Linked DNA regions of Danio rerio: region 1 is linked to region 2. The links are chromatin contacts, called in public Hi-C maps. All regions are on one chromosome and are shown on one strand. Each heading gives the region's core, a stretch centred on a gene start, on an enhancer-like site or on the middle of the called end of the contact. The rest is flanking DNA. Distances are from core to core; before and after follow the strand shown.

Region 1 (2,700 bases), core at 25-2,524, 560 kb after region 2:
ATTAGCCAACAAACTGTTAGCAGAAGGAAATGGATATTTCAGCCCAGGAGGAACAAACTACGTACCACAGTTCCTATGACTTTAGGTTTTTGCTTTAATGCACTTGTTTCTTTTAGATCGGTTTCACAGAAAACAAAACTTCTTAACTAACATAGTTTTGCTTTTGAAATAATTTAAGAATTTGTAAACATTTGCACTAGAAAATATGATGTGAAGCTGAACAACATGTTTTATGTGTGATCAGAAGCTACAGTAAAGGGTACTTCCATATTCTAGTGTTTGGGAGTATAATTAGATCTATTATTTATTTATTTATTTAATTAATTCCTTTTTGGGGGTTTGGGAAGGAACTTTTGGTTCCCAAAAACAATGGTATACAAAACTTTATATAGTGGGATTATAAAGGAATCCACCGTGTTTGTTGAGTAGTGGTCTTTTTGAAACAACAACAACAACATTAAACCTGCGGAAAATATGTATGGGGCTAAGGTGGTTTTTACATTTTTTACTTCTGTTGTTGTCTTGATGAGTGTTGTTATTGGGTGGTGGTTGTATGTATGGAATTGTTGTCTTAAATCCAGTGTTACAGACAAATTTCCTTTCTGTGCCAAGCAGAACGCACAATAAAAAGTTTAAAGTTTAAAGGTAAAAACTGTTAAACTGGTGTTTTAAAACATTAATGTTACAAAATTTTGAGTAATTTATCACATGCATGTTTTGCTGAAATAAACTATTCAAGCAATTAATGAATAAATAAACAGGTTTTGAGGTTAGGCCATGGTTTTGCTTTAACAACCATATTAATTTGTAGCTACTAAAACTGGTACACAAATAAGGCAAAATTTCTATTCAATATCAACACATTAGCCAAACTATAGTCCAACCCAAACATAGGCTACTTGGTTTTTAATCATCTTTAAAAACTGCAAATATCAATTCTGATGTTTTAAAGCATAACTGATATACTAAAGTCCCTTTATGGTATTTGCTGATAACAAATTGTATAACGTTACATTTTTAGTGTGCTTGGGTTGATTCAAACATTTTGCAGTTGATTTTCAAAAACTTTGTGCAAGCTATTAATAGAAAAAAAATTAAATGCAGGCCAAACTGTGTATCTTTTAGCGAAATGATTAAACTATTGTGTTCTGTATGACAGTTCTACTTGACTGACACAACCTTTACTGCTCCCCTCCTACGAATCGTCATCTGAGCATCCGGGTACTAGGCTGCTTGATTGACAGTTGCCATAGCAACAGGCCAGGCTGTCGCCATTTTGTCAGTTGCTTTTTTAATCTTTCAAATGTTTTCGCTTCCCGCCGGAATAATGCAGTCACGCGCTCCTAACAGTGACAGTTTCGAAAAGCCTTCGCCAACCGGGTCGGACTAAAAACCACATCGGGGACAAAGAATCGGAATGTCTGGAGTATATTTGGTGGGCTAGTAGTCCGTGTCTCGGGTCCGCCGGGCCGGTCCGCTGCGCAGGTTTGGAACGCGCGCCATTTTGTGAAAACTGACAGAAAATCTTAACGGGTTTTGTTCACATTTTTACGCAGCTCTTTTTACGGCATCCTCACGCCGTTGTTTTTTCGCGACTAATTTTGCCTTTGAACCCCGTTAATTCGCGTCTCCGCCTCTCCAGGAGCGAAGAATCTTCAATGCGCGTTTCCGAGCGCTAGCTGGTTAGCTGCGTTCGTTCAAGTCACTGAGACAGAGCGCTAACTAGCCGCTAGCCTTCACTTCACCACTTATAAACCATGATCAACGCACAAATGAAGTCTGACACGGGCAAACACGAACTGGAAAGACGCTGTTGTACCTGTCAGCTCAAATAGGAAGGCGTTTAGCCCCGTCTGGCTCAGTACATTAGGGGTGTCTTATTGGAAGCAGCGTAGAGAAACTGGATCAGTCGCTTTACCTTACTGGATCTGGGACTTTAAATGAAGATCACACCATTAAAGGTGAGTCTTTGACATTTGTGGAGGTCTAAATGGATCATATAGCCTCTGTGGATTTGTTTACAAACTGTGAATGGTGGAAGCTACAGGCTAGGATTATTCGGCCTAACGGCTAGCCGATTAATAACTTTCTTCTGTTAGTTAGCGATCATTGTTAGCTCGTCCGATCACCTCCGCGTGCTTTTACACTCCCCCTAAGCATTTGCACAAGTTTTAGGATAACGTTAGCCTGTTAGTGGTCAAACCGGTAACGCAACCCGTGTGTAGCAACACTAACGTTAGGTCAGCTTGTTAGAGCAAACGTCGTGTGTGTTTTGCTAAGCCTAGTGATTTTATACACCATCAGAAAGTCGGCCAGCTGGTGATTAGAGAAGTGTAACTTAACGTTATGATCACATCATCTGTCTGATGGGAGTGTTTGGTTGGTAACGCTGCTGGTGATGAGGATGATGATGGCGATGATGATGAAGCCCCATGACTAGCGTGTTGTCAGTTAGCCATCAGGCTGGTTTCCTGTCGGGGGAGGGGGGGCTGACATTAGCCAGCGATGTGATGCCTAACCATAGTTATCCAGCAAACATTGCTCAGTCATGTAGTACGTTACGAGTTTAGACTTTTGCGTGACGTTAAACGAGTCCGATCGAGCCCGATGAATGGCTAGTTCAGCTAGAGAGGTAAGGTCCGCTTTACCTGTCTCTATCACTCCGTTTAACTCTGGCTACTTTGCTCGCTTTACATCAAG
Region 2 (2,700 bases), core at 45-2,544:
GATAATAAATGATCAATTTAAACATGTATAAATATTTCATACAAAAATAAAACTATATTTCTTGGTTTATTTTTACAATTATACACACACAGACATACATAATCCTCAAATGTGTATTGATGTGAATAACCTGCAGTGAGGGGCTGAACAGACAGTCTGGCTCTGGTGAAAAGGGACATGTCTTTGAGTGGGCCGCCCTTCACTCTGTGTTCCAGGTGATATTTCTTCAGCTCAGCGAGAGGAATAAAGCGCTTGACCATCCGTTCAAACTGAACATCCACCTGTACACAGTTCATCTCTGGTCACTTCTGATTCCCAAAATGCAAATAATACCTCTATTAATGTGTGTAAACTCATACCATATGCCATTTAGGGTTATCTGCTTTGCTAGAGGGGTCATAATGTACATCTTTCTTGTCAAACTGTGTATGGTCCACATAAGCCTCTTTAACAATCTGTGAAAATGATTCATAACATGATTCTTATTATCTGCTTCTTAAGCGCTCAGTATATTGACTCCTCACCTTCATGAGGCCAGCGATGCCTGGCTCTTTGCAGTTACTGTGGTAAAAGAAGGCCTGCTGGCCTACTTTCATTTCTCTCATGAAATTTCGGGCCTGAGGGGAAGATTTTTCAACTTAATAAAAGCTTTAATTACGTGAAAATGTGAAAAAATATTTTGATTAATATAGTATCAGTCAAAGTTCACCTGATAATTCCTCACTCCATCCCAGCATCCCGTCTGATTGGGAAGAGCTTTGAGGTCTTCAATTCCAAACTGCATTTGGAGACATGAGATCATGTTTTGTTATACACTTTATTTCAAGACTGATTTTTTAGTGTGTACTAAAGGATGTTTTTCTTGTGTTTTCTATTCAATATATTTATTATGTAGTTCTCTATAATATAGTATTGCTAGACTCTTTCATGCAGATAAAATTAAACAGTTAAATACTTTAAAATACCTTCACATCCACTCCATTTTCAATCCGGCTCTCAGGTTCAGACTTCATCAGCCAGCGGCTGTAAGATGGTTTGCAGGCGTCATCGTCGTTCTTATTCTCCACATCACCTTTTACAGCTGCTGACCTTTTTCTTTTGCCAGTTTTGCGTTGTGCAACATCATCAGACCCCTCATTGAGGTGGGCGTCTGCATCAGCTAAAATAACAAACCATTATTTAACGAAACTTTTCTTCAGTAGACATATAAAACGATGCAGCCTTTACATTATGCAGATTACTTACAGTGTTTATTAGATTTGGCGCTGCTTCGTGTTTTCCTGGGTGGCATTTTTCACTAGCAGACCGTGCGGCACTCGTGATCAAACAGCGCCCTGGAGGATGACATGCGGTCTGGAGAATCAGAACTGGATTTAGTCCGCTTTTATTTTAATCTCATCCACGGAATGTGGGGTATACACAATGTGAACATTAAAAGACCTCTGTTGAAATCGATTGCAACTTGTAATATCTTCATGTACTAAAAAACTTTTTCGATGACCCACGTGGTCACCTGTTATGGCAAGCCGATTTAACCTTTAGCTTCTGAAACAACAGTAGCTTATCTATTTTCATGCTTTTTAAAAATAACTTGATACAAGTACTTATTTCTTATGGTACTTCCTAATAAAAAAATAAACAAGTTTATCCCTTCCAAACAATGAAAGATCTTTTATTTCCATAAGGAAGTGTGTCTTCTTGTAGTACTGCTTCCCATATGAAATAACCTCGCTTAGTTAAACTAACCACAAGGTATTTGCATTAGAACTGTGTTATTTGTATGACAACAATTTCAATTGTATTTTCACAACTTAAAAGTCATTCAAAATTAATATTGATCAACCAATTTTTTTTTCTTGTCCAAATGTAATTGCTGATGTCAAAATTGTAATTGTTTATATCAAAATAATTGTTAATAACTTAAATTCAGTTGTTGATAATTAAATTGTTGATAACATTAATTAAATTTTAGCCATTCAATCAACCATTGAAAAGCTAGTCATTTCTTTTTATTTTTGATAAAAAAAATTAATTTCATTGTGTTCATTTTTGCTATTGTGTATCTAATAGGCTATGTTGAAAAATATTTACAGATATCAGCCATCTACTTTTAAACTAGTATCAATTATTGATATCACTTATTTACACTGCTACTAAAATCATGTCAATAGTAGATTTTAAGAACAGACATTTGAACTAGATTAACAATAAAAAAAACTTTATAATTGTATTTCTGATATGTAAAATGGGAGTGACTTTTAACTAGTGAAAATACAATTATTAAGAATTACTTTTCTTACTAGTTGAGATTCAGTTCCTGTTATAAAACTACTGAATTTGAAATGTAATGGGCTCTATTTACAGCTAGTGTATTTCAGCCAATGATAAACTTCTGGTTAATGTGACTATTTTTTTATTTAATAAGGTTCCTTTTACAGTATCTGGTGTAATGTAACAATACATTCAGTTAAATAGACTTAAGACATTCATTAGTTGTTTAAGCGTAAAATGATATGAAAGACTGTGTAACTGCTAGCCCCGTCAGAATCAGCAGGTGAGCGCAGAAATTCTATTGAAAATACTGAGGTAAAATAAACCAGGGGCGCTTGTTAAAGTGTTAAAACGGCTTGCCATATACCGGCTTGTTTAAGATGAACTACAAATCAAGTCTGTATTTGAACTACATTACCTACAAGCCCC

What was found. A called contact is a pair of places that touch in the nucleus more often than the background predicts.
Region 1: a contact with region 2 is called in a Hi-C map of hematopoietic stem cells, with 3 times the contacts expected there. The contact joins the promoter of dyrk1ab here to the promoter of thyn1 in region 2. A contact is called at or near these places in 2 of 18 Hi-C or Micro-C datasets (hematopoietic stem cells and an unstated tissue).

Annotation. Positions count from the first base shown.
Region 1 is chr15:22,338,473-22,341,172 of GRCz12tu, forward strand. It overlaps dyrk1ab (dual-specificity tyrosine-(Y)-phosphorylation regulated kinase 1A, b), which reads left to right and starts at 1,275. Exons shown (of 11, transcript NM_001347831.1): 1 at 1,275-1,961.
Region 2 is chr15:21,781,538-21,784,237 of GRCz12tu, forward strand. thyn1 (thymocyte nuclear protein 1) reads right to left here and starts at 1,295. Exons shown (of 7, transcript NM_200657.2): 1 at 1,246-1,295; 2 at 966-1,159; 3 at 710-778; 4 at 525-617; 5 at 360-455; 6 at 131-281. The coding sequence starts at 1,291.